Linked DNA regions of Mus musculus: region 2 is linked to region 1. A link is a contact called in public Hi-C data. All regions are on one chromosome and are shown on one strand. The core of a region is the stretch at or near the end of the contact, and the rest is flanking DNA. Distances in the headings are between cores, read along the strand shown.

Region 1 (5,926 bases), core at 2,057-4,556:
GGCCTGAAGTTAGCCTCCCAAAGGCTGGCTACATCTGCAGGGGCTGCGCAGTCCTTGCAGCTGCTCACCGCGAGTCCTGAGTCCTCCGCAGAGGCATAAGGATGCCTGGGGTACTCAGTAAATGAGCAACTTCCTGGCTGCTTCCAAGTATGTCAGAAGTAGATTTTCGAAGCATTTATGTGGGCCATTTTGGACCTTTTCTTAGGTATTAGTTGGATGATGTCTGTTTATTTGACTCTAAAATACCATCTTGCTTTTTTTTTTCCACCAGAGAAAATGGCAAGCCTGAATTCTCAATTCAGAACACAGAATGCAGTTGCTTGTTGTCTCTGTGTGAGCACTGGGGACTGAACCCAGACCCTCGCATATGGGAGTCAGGGAAGCCATTCATGAGCTGTACCTGCCCCTCCACAGCTTTCTGATCTTTAACGGGGAATATTTGTCTTACTGAGAAGAGTAGCATCGTCCTCAAGGAGGCTAGATGCCAGCCTGAACCCCCACCAACCTGCCTTCCTCACCCCTCAGGGTGTGGAAAGAGTTCCCCACAAGCTGGGCTGAGCAGTCTCCCTAGACTCCAAGTGGCTGTCCATGTCATCCCAAAAGTCCCTCTGCCATCAAGGGGCTTCCGGTTACTTTTTACAGGTCCCTGTTCCTCGCTCCTGCCGAAATAAAACATTCCCATGAAACCCAGGCAATAATGAGAGCCTTTGTGTCTCATCACTGAATCTGATAAACCTGACTAGAAAGTGTGTGCCAGGGCCAGGGTGAAGAAGAAGAGAGCAACCAGGAATGCTGGGCAGCAAAGATGAGAAGATGAAGCTGGGAGTTCATCTGAGGTCAAGCACCGTTCATGCTGGTGTGTAGCCCAATAACCCATGAGCTTCTGGCTTTTATGTGGGTTTTGTTGTTTTTTGGGATTTAAGGTATTTTTTTGTTTGTTTGTTGTTGTTGTTTTCTTGTTGTTTTAATCACCAAGGCATCCACACTGGCCTTGACCTTACTCTGTAACCCAGGTAGTTCTCCAACTTGCAAGCCTCCAGTCTCAGCCTTTCAAGTGATGGCATTACAGGCTTGTGCCACCCTCCCCGGCTGGCCCCAGGAAAGCTTCCAGGACAGACTCCACACTGTGTCTCAAGCCTCCTGGGAAGGCAGAGAGCTACACCTGTCACCTATCTGAGGCTAGGTGACCCTGGACAAGTAACTTTCATGACCGGGTCTCCTCCCCTCCTCTGCAAGAAGAGCAGAATAACTACTCTTGTAAGGCGCGAGCTTTGGGTAAAGTTAATGTCTGAAATTCTCTGCACAGCATCTCATTCTCCATTCAATTCACAGGGGAGAGAAACTGTGAATTGAACTGGAAGGCTGAAGAATTTGCCCCAGTCGGCAGGCTGATTTCCAACAGGGCCCGCACCTGAATTCACAACAGTTTTCTCTCCTCCACTGGTGCAGCAGAGCCAGCAGGACCTAGCCGGCAATGCAATGTGAGGGAGGAAGCTGACAGCCATGAATCCAGAGATCAAGGAGCAGGTGGCAGAAGTGGCAGAGGGACACTGAAGGGTCAGTGAAGAGAAGCCCACACAATTGTCTGAACGGCCTGAGGACTCTATAGTCCATTCCCAGGTGAATTTATTTTTATAAAGCTTTTTTTTGTATTAGTTTCTCTCTCTCTCTCTTTTTTTTTTGGTCTGAGACAAAGGCTATGTAACCTAGGCTGGCCATGAACTTGTGTTCCTTCTCTCTTTGACTTCTAAGTGCTGATGTATGGGCCACCATGCTCAGCCTTAGATATGTATCTCATTCATTCAGCAAATAAGGACAACACAGTCCTAATTTTAAGAAACCATTGCTTTAGTTAGAGTCAGGTGGTGAACAGTAAAGTCACCAACATTCCACTGTCATGCGCTCTATGGTGTGGTTTACTATGGCGGCTCACCGGGAATCAACAGGCAGGGGATGATTGTACTAGAAGCATCTATCATAGAAGCCAGCATGACGGTATGTGTGGGGTGGTGGTGGTGGTGGTGCTAATAAGCACGGGGATGGGTTTCCATTGGTGGCATGAGTAGGGTTGAGGGCACGCAGTTGATTGGAAACAATGCCCTGCCCTTAGCACAACAGGCAATCAGGTATTCCCCTGAGCCTGGCAGACTTAAACCATGGTAAAGTCTGCTTGGTGTGATTCCAGGTCCTAGAAAACGCATGCTCTGCACCCCAACCTTGAACACGGACTCAGACACCCACTGAGCTTACAGGCTAGTGCTAGTGTTATTACTACATCCCTGTGTCTGTGGCCCTTTGATGCGAGGACTTGGTCAGTACCTGGAGCAGAGAGAGGCGACTTCATAGAGCTCAGTGGGCCGGATGACCGTCTTCCTCATCTACTCCTCCCTCTTCCACCCTGTTCTAACCTCCAGCAGCATCCGTCCCCACGGCAATGGAGCTGTGAGTCTGTGGTGTATAGAGGCAGTGCGTGCTCCCCATCCATTATGCTTCCCTTCTTTTTTCAGAGACAGGTTTTGCTTCATAGCTCAAGCTGGCCTGGGATTTCTATATAGCTTAGACTGGCCTAAAATTTGGAATCCCAATCCTCCTGCCTCAGCAGCTCCAGTGCTGGATTACAGATACAGGCCACCATACTCAGCTCTCACTCTCCCGACACAGAAAGAAAGACTCTGCTGAATGGCCACTGTGTAAACATACGGGAAAATGCAAACAGATCTAACGGGATGACATGGCATATAGAGACCCGTAAACCGGGAGTGCATGGGTTGGTGACAAGAAGGCTGTCAGTAGAGGGGACTCAGCATGACATTTTCTTCATCTTCATCCCACATCTCAAACAATCACAGCACAGGCTAGCTGAGTGGTCTCCCTACAGACACACCAATGGTCAGTAGGAGAATCAAGATTGCAGGTTGGCTGTGGGGAGGAACTGGAAATATCTGTGTGAACAGCCGCAGTCCTGAGGGGAGAGACTTAGGGAGTTAACTCTGGTCTGTGGTTTGATGCTAGGTCATTGAGAAAGAGAAAAATCCCATGGACTAGAGTGACAGCACAAACCATCAAGACTAACAGGAGGTGGGGTGTGTGAGCTGCCAGGAGTTTACATCTCTGGGATCATAGCTGGACTGTGCGTACATGAGAAGCGGCCAGGGAAAGGCAGGAACTCTCTGCAGGAAGGACATACACCCTGAAGACAGGGTGAGCACAGATTACTGGTCTGGTAACTGGTGTGGTTCCTGGCCTGGGCTCCAGGGATGGAAGGCCACTAGGGTGAAGGACACAGAAATGTGGACTCTGCCGTGGCCACACGGTGGCAGCAGAAAGCCACTGGCGAGATGGCAGCCGTGCTAGCCAAGAAGCAAAGTGCACCAGAGCATACAAGGCCACTTGGCTACACTTAGGATTTGAGAGAAGCCTACAGTTTGACAAGAAAGGAGGATTAAAAACAGAAGGATGGAGACATTGAATGGCGTATACACCTGGCTTAGCCACTCCTCCAACTGGTCCCTTCCCCTCATACCCTCTTCTGTCTTCATGGGACGATCAGTGCACTGGCCTCGGTGACTGAGTTTCTGCTGGACTTTGCTAGCTCTCTTCCTTCCAGGGCATTTTAGGTGGCATTTCGCAGACTACCCGTTCCACCCATCTCTTTGTGTGCCTGCCACCCACTATTCTTCAAGCCCAAGTTCAGACACTGCTCTGCTAAGAAACTCTCTCTGACACAGTAACCTCCACATCTCTTCTCCCATTAACACAGCCGGGCCACACTGTAACTGTATGGACATGTAACTGTCCGTCCTTTGCCCAGAGGAAACATCACGCATCCTCTTCTTTAATGGAGGACTCGAGTGAACACACACAGCAAGCTTCCCTTCCCTTTCCTTGGCGTTTCTCCTTTCTAACCTCAGGACCGAGGCAGACCGGGGTTACCCAGGGGAAAGGATCACTCAATCCTTGTGTTCTTCTCTTTTTCTTTTCAAAATCAGTGCCCCTCCCCAAGAGAATATTCACCCCTCCCCCTCCTGTGAGCTGTGTGACAGGTGATCTAATCTAACATCCCATCAAGCTCACAATGTAAGACAAACAGGAAGGAGGCTCTCTCATTCAGCCTTGCTTTAACACGGAGGGTGTGAAGTAAAATGTTCAATTTTGCCAGGCGTGGTGGCGCACGCCTTTAATACCAGCACTCGGGAGGCAGAGGCAGGCGGATTTCTGGGTTCGAGGCCAGCCTGGTCTACATAGTGAGTTCCAGGACAGCCAGGGCTATACAGAGAAACCCTGTCTCGAAAAACCAAAAAAAAAAAAAAAAAAAAAAGTCCAATGCCCAGGTTTTAAAATGAGATGCCGATGAAGGAAATTCAGTGACCTCCTGCCACACAGAGAGTGAGCATAGGGTGGATGGTGCAGGGGACACCGTGTGCAGACTGTACAGTTCCCACTGCCGGAGAAAATGATGGAGAATTTACTAAGGGTGTGAATGAGAATGTTTGGTAAGTAGTCTCTTAGGCCCTTGGGCTATGGATGTTCTATAGGAAGTTAGGCATATGGGTACCAAAATTGGTCCTTTATACGAAGAAATGCTGTAAAGATGATCCTGAGGGATAAATGTGTGAGTGTCCCCTGTAGAGGAAATACCCAGGGGTGCAATACACTTGACAAAATCAAGTCGCAGGACTGGTAACAAATCGAGAGCTCAAATGTCTCAGTGTAGTCCTTTCTTAGAGGGAGAAGAGCACCTTTCTTTTCAAAGGCTACAGCGTACTCCAGTGCAGAGGACAAACTTTCATGACAATAAAACATGGGACTTCTCATGGAATGAAAGACGTCACAGGGCATGCATTTCAGCTCCTGTCAGAAGGCAAAGCAGGGCTGTAATACTTTGAATGTTATTATTCGGTTGCAGAGTTCCACCCAGCCCCCTCTGATGTGATGCCCAAGGCATCCGTGCCTCTTTTGGGGGGACTGTGTGACAAAGTATTCCAGCTGCAACCTTGTTCTTAGAAAGAAAGGGTGTGCGTGTGTGTGTGTACGAATGTGTGTGTGTGTGTGTTCATGCGAGCACAAATACGTGCAAGCCACAGTGCACTGTGGAGGTCAGAGGTCAACTTAAGGTGTTTCTCTCTGCTTGCCCTGAGAGTGTTACTGTTCGCTGCAACTTGCCCAGGCTGGCCTCGGAGTCTCTGGGGATTCTCCTGGTTTTTCCCCTCCCACTAGGAGCCCTGGGGTTTCAGAAGGCTGCTACGGAGCTCAGGTTTATGTGCGTTCTAGGCCTTCCCACTTGGCATGGCAAGTGCTTTCTTTACCCATCGAGCCACCTCTCTAGCCTTCTTTTGATAATTATCAATATTTTAGGCTTTCTTCCAACAGACTAGAAAGGTCAAGAGAGTCACCTTCTAGAAACTTCTTTGTAGTTGCTAGGACAGGAGGTAATGACCTTCACAGGACTGATAAATACTCAAAATGGAGGCTGAGCCAGGCTATTAAATTGTAATGCTCATGGTGACATTAGTGCTCCCTGTTATTGTTAGCCAACACGATAGATTACAGATGTAATTAAATTTCTCCACTGCCCTATGAGCGCCTGCTAGGAGCCTTTTTAATAAGATACAAGCAAACCCTCCAAGTTCATAAGCTAGAAAGTTTGTGGATTTTCACAGCTTGCATATTTCTGTGACGACCTTCTCCGTGGTCCCGTGTCAGCCTACCTCCGGTCTGTGGGATACAGTTCCACCGTGACGACATCGAGAGAATTCCACGCTGAGATGGTCAGCCCATTATACAAGCACAGCATGCCTATCATCATGGATTCGCTGGTGCCAAACCACAGGAAGAAGCAACTGATCCCGGAGAGCACCATGGAGCCTCCTGCCAACAGAGGACAACAGTTGGAGTGTTTCCTGTCATCTCGGATGATGGAGGACCT
Region 2 (5,358 bases), core at 209-2,708, 410 kb after region 1:
AACAGGGTCACCATGTAGTATTCAACTGAACAACAATTATTAGAACGAAGTATAAAATTATTTCTAGTGGTAGTAATTTGTCTTTTAAAATAAGCTTAGGGGAGGAAATCAACACAGCTAATGCCAACAAAAATTTTTTGTGATCTTCTTCGTTATCATTCAAATATAAGAGCCAGTGAAATGGCTCAATGGGTAAAAGCACTTACCACCAAGCCTTATGACCTGCGTTCAACCCCCAAGTCAGGTCACACGTGGTGAAAATAGAGACTATTTCCCCTCACCACACACACACACACACACACACACACACACACACACACAGAGAGAGAGAGAGAGAGAGAGAGAGAGAGAGAGAGAGAGAGCATAACTTTTAAAAGATAATAAAAGTCTAACTCTTGACAAACAGAAGTAGGTGAGGCTGCAGCTGTGCCACTTCCGTATACAGAAAAAAGAAAGTGACATCATGTAGGTTACAAAAGGGGTGGGGGGGATCGAACAGATTATTCTTTTCTAGTCTGGGGTCCGAAATGTCTGTTTTAATATATTAACTCATTTTATCTCCCTAGACCGTATTATGTGGGTAGCATTACCGAAGGTGTTAATGAGTACTTACTAAAGCCAAGTTTTAAGTTGTAATTGTGTTCTGTCTTTTAAGGTCGCGATATTCCACCAAAAGTTTCTGTTTGCAGCTTACAGCAGTTAGGTCATCAGTAAAACTTAGGCTGGTTAGACTCAGTCATGTTGGTTTAAAGTAGCTGCCAAGGGCTACTTTGGGAATTATCTGTTGGGTCTGTGATAGTAAACAATTTTACAGTATTAAATTACGTTGCTATGGATTTAGAAGTGAATTACACTGGATTCTCCCTGTTTAGCCTTCTGTATTTTATTTTAGCTGAGATGTCACCAAAGTTAGGATCTATGTTTAAATTTTTGAATACCCCACACAGAATAAACCAAGGGAAATGCCCTGGAGTTGCAAGTCAAAAACAAACAAACAAGCAAACAAAAAACAAAAAACTTAGGCTGGCAGTTTGTTATACCCTCATCCTCATAATTACATTATTCGTTAAACTCCCTAACCCAAAACTAAAGAAATCAATAGAGGGCATCGGACATTTGTGTTTTTAAGAGAGCAGCTGCCGGGCCAGTGGCCTTGCGGCCTGTTATCTGTGCATGAAACGAAATCTCGAGGCTTTATGCCTATGTCATCCTCATTGTTGAAAATAAACAGCACTCAGCTTTCACAGATTTGCGAAGATAATTAAATTTGTCTGCAGTGCCGCCCCGTAGTAGTCCTCAGGCACAGAGCAGCACCGAGCATGCGCTCTGTTCTGGGAACTCTGGGCCGGCTTTTGCCTGTAAATCTCCTACTTCCGGCTTGTCCCGCGGAGATACCTTGGGCTCCGCCCACTTACCACGGACCAATCAAGTTTAAGATTGCTGAAGCTGTGGACCAATAGTTAGGGCTGTCTTTCATCAGGGCCCTCAGTTTGAAACTGTCAAGTGGCTGCTAGGGGAGCCGCTGTGCTTGCTTTGGTTGCGGCGGCGACGCCGTCTGTCGCAGCGAGTCAGGAGCCGAGGTTTCGCCGAGACGGTGGATCCCGGTGGCGGCGCCCAGGCCGGTTCCTCCCTGGCAGGATTGGGAGCATCGTCCCTGGAGGTGCCAGAAAGAGAAGACACAAGTGATGCGAACTAAGTAGGTCCTGTTCTTTAGGACGTGGGGACATAGCCAAACAGAACGTTGTTTTTTATTAAGAAAGAATTAGATTTAAATGGGGCCGGATTGGAGGATGGTGAAAGAAAACTTGGAAGGGCCTGGTGCTCGCCCTCTCTTTGCGTGCAGTTAAGACGGGAGAAGTCACCTTGCGGCCAGCTACACGTTGGTTCGTTCTCCGCCTCTTAGAGATTGCGTTTGAATTCCCCGAGTCCGCTTTTCAGTTAAGTTGTACCAGTAGCAAAGAGAAGCATTCAAAGTATCTTGTGGTTTCAGCTTAGGTTAAAGAGTGCCGAGAATGTAGTGGAATGGTGCGTGTCACCCTCTAAAGCACCATTCTTCTGAACCCAGAAACTGAAGAAATGCTACTGTTTTCGTCTCACGTTATTTCTCCTGCCTGTTTGCAAAGAGCAGGGATAAATGGCAGATAACGTATTTTCCAAAAGTCCGATCGCTTTCTGACCGCAATATGTTTTTAAGAAACAATTTTGGCGTCTGATCATACCAGCTCATTTGTTACTAAAATAATCCACAATTCCCAACTCTGGTTGCCTACCAGGTCTGCAAACAAGTCATAAGGGAAAATGTAATTAAAATTAAAACGGATCAAATTACCACAGTGGTTGATTTGAGACTAGTGAAGTGTTCATTCTTCGATGCAGATCCATGCCTATTTTATCTTCCCTGCATGGCTTAATGAAAGACAGTCACAGCTCAGACTTAGTTTACTTATCCTCTGGAACCATACCAATGCTGAATAAAAGAGAAATTCCCTTTGCACAATTCTGGCTGCACCCTGGCTTTCTATTCTGTGGTTTTCCCTGCATCTCTCCCTTCTTCTTCAGTGTCTTTATCTCAATTGTTTTCTTAGCAAACTATAATTGAGGCCTGCTCCAGGGGCAGCTGAAACTGTCACGGGTGTCAAGGCAGCCTCCTGATCTGCATGCTGGGGGCCTTCCTTGCCCCCTTCTGGCCAGTGACCCTCATACTGCTCTCCACACAATTCCGGTGTTCTGGCTGCCTCCCATCTTTCTCCTGACACTTCACTGTTCCTTAAAAGCTAGCAGTTTTAGGTTCCTCTTCTCAGAGCAGTCCTCTGTTAGGATTATGAACTCCTTTGAAATCATGTTTGAATCTAAAAATCCTTCTAGAAAATACATATGTTTATATTCTAAAAGTGTGTGCAGTTGTGTTTGGTCTGCAGGATAGCAGTTCTTTTACCACAATGGGGAATCCCATCCATCCCCATTTCTTTCGTATTACCCCAAGAGGTCAATGCCTCCTCAGTCTAAATCTCCAGCCTATGCTTGTAATACAGGCAAAGGCACATCCTAGCCATTGTGAATTCCAGTGCTCGGAGCTGGGTGCTGAGTAGCCAACGTAGTCACATAACCGCTATCCTTCTGTAACCACAGAATTCAGCAGATTGATTCCCAGATCCTGCAGATGCCTACATCTACAGATGTTCAAGAGAACTATATAAAATGGCATAGTGTAGCCTATGACATATACCACCCTTCACACTTTAAATTATGTCCACTTTACATAGAACCCTAATATAGTATAAATGCTAGGTAAGTTGTTATTGCACAGAATTGTCTAGGGGATGGCGATAAGAAAAGTCTGTGCATGTCAAGACCAATGTGATTTTAAGAAATACTTTTGGCCCACAGATGAGTAAATCCATAGGAGCCCAGGGATACTGACTCCTGCGTGCCCACAAACCCGATGCTCCAGAGGCAACCTCATGCCGGCACAGCTGGTACTGAACTTGCTGACCTTCCAGTTCCATTGTGCTACCGTCCTTGCTTCGGTGAGTAGTAGCATGTTTCATCTAGTTACTCTGGACACAAATCTGAGCACATCAGTAGTCCCCACTTGGATGTTTAAGTGGTCATTGGTCATGAGCCCACATTGTCATCACCGTCGCACAGCTGCCTCAGAGCCACACCTCAGAGCCCTTGCCAAGGCTGCATTCTGGTTTAAGGACCTCATTTTGTCTCCCAGGTTGATACTTAAAAGAACCCTTACTGCTTGGATTCCTACAGCTGGCTCTCGATTGGACTCTATAGTTTTAGAATCCAAATCTGTCCTAAAGCTGCCAGAGTAGTATTTCTTTTTTAAAATGTGATTTTTTGAAAAGCGCAGTGTTCAGAGAGGTAGCTCTGCAGTAAGAGTCTAGCCCCTGACTTGCATAGCTGCAGTGCATTCAACCCTCACCATTGTAAATATGAATAAATAAAAAACAAGGTTGGCCACATCCGTTGTTTCAGACATTTAATGTCTTATGTAAAGATTCAGCCTTTTAATATGAAAGGTTATAATTGTAACTATGCCTTCTTATTTGATTTGTATTCAGCCTAACCAAGCACCCTGATTCTTTTTCACGTACATGCTATGCCTCTGTGCCTTGGCTTACACAGCTCTCCTTTTATCTTGAGTCTGTCTCTCAGGTCTCAGTACTGGGGCCATGCTGCCTGACTTACTGGTGTTCAGAGAGTTTGAATAGTTACTATTTGCCTTTTAACTTGCGCACCCCCATTGCAATAGTTTTCTTTAGTTAAGACATGGAATGATTTCTCTGTGTGTGTCTCAGTATGTTGTAATGTATGAAGTTAATTTTCTTACAGTAATATTCCCCAGATGTAAGTATCTCAGCAAGGGAATTGACTCAAACTCTTGGGCTGTCTTACTCCAGAATGTCACAGGAAAGTATTTGGTCTCTGGGATGTCACCTAAGGCTGAAGAATGGTGACCACAGGCTCTTTCCTGAGAAACTCTGCAGGAAATGGTTCTGAAGCAGTTTTCTTCAGTCCTTTGTGTATTTAGCACATCTCTTAGGGTATTATAGAAACACAAATGTTTGAAGTAAGTCCCTTCTTTGGCCCTAGGATTTTTGCTGAACATGTCAAGTGGGTGATTTCTTTTAAATGACACGAACAATATTTGCAAGTTAAAGCACTGTTGCACTCCATGTATTTAAAAGCTTTGGTGTAAATATTAGGAGAGAACTGAAGCTAACTTGTGCTGTTTTACAGTGTTTGCAGAATGTCATCTGATGAGGACAAGTGTTCACTTCATGTGGCTCACAATGACTCTGACCGTTCTGTCTCCACAGACCTTCAGGTAGGAAGACATCTAAAGTTATTGTGACTTTAAAAACTTAGAAAACGCTGTGTAATGGTGCAGCCTTTAATCCCAGCACTCAGGAGGCAGAGGCAGAGAGATCTCTGAGTTTAAGGCCAGCAGGTTTCACATAGAGAGAGCCAAGACAGTCAGGGCTACAGAGGCCACATTCCCCCCAAAATTTAAACAAAGTATTAATTTATGGCAAAACCAGAAGTGCATTTTTCATTTACTCATTCCCTTCACAGTGAAGTGTTCGTGTTTACAATATTATCAACTCTCAACTAATTTGGGGAGTATATTGCTTTAAGTTTTCAGAAAATAGGCATGAACTGTTCAAAAGCATTTTCTGCAAAGGCTTTAGCACAGTGAAAAATAAAATTCAGAATTTCGGAACATTATGTGAAATGTTCTCATTTAACTGCCTCTGCCAAATGCTTTCATCCTTAATGAAAAGTAACAGAATGTCAGCCATCTGAGATTCTAGGGTCCAAGGCTCACTAATGCTCTGTGTAGTA

Evidence for each region. A called contact is a pair of places that touch in the nucleus more often than the background predicts.
Region 2: a contact with region 1 is called in a Hi-C map of regulatory T cells, with 3 times the contacts expected there. The contact joins the promoter of Poc5 here to the enhancer-like site in region 1. A contact is called at or near these places in 13 of 39 promoter capture datasets (the 3T3-L1 cell line, 3T3-L1-derived adipocytes, the HPC-7 cell line and 8 more), 1 of 15 datasets of contacts at CTCF or cohesin (large pre-B cells), 37 of 484 Hi-C or Micro-C datasets (B cells, CD4 T cells, CD8 T cells and 23 more), 19 of 115 datasets of contacts at active chromatin or transcription factors (DN3 thymocytes, T-cell acute lymphoblastic leukemia, Th17 cells and 15 more) and 2 of 9 other capture datasets (liver and pancreatic islet).

The regions. Positions count from the first base shown.
Region 1 is chr13:95,970,280-95,976,205 of GRCm38.p6, forward strand. Sv2c (synaptic vesicle glycoprotein 2c) reads right to left here. Exons shown (of 13, transcript NM_029210.1): 12 at 5,709-5,868. Among named protein-coding and RNA genes, the nearest start is that of Gm24032, 76 kb to the left of the region's middle. Within about 2 kb of position 3,307, at least 19 of the 459 cell types and tissues checked have an H3K27ac peak or open chromatin away from gene starts, as enhancers often do. A contact at or near this core is called in CD8 T cells, the N1E-115 cell line, Th1 cells and 5 more, where this site is marked.
Region 2 is chr13:96,386,836-96,392,193 of GRCm38.p6, forward strand. It overlaps Poc5 (POC5 centriolar protein), which reads left to right and starts at 1,459. Exons shown (of 13, transcript NM_026173.3): 1 at 1,459-1,696; 2 at 3,388-3,527; 3 at 4,753-4,840. The coding sequence starts at 4,763.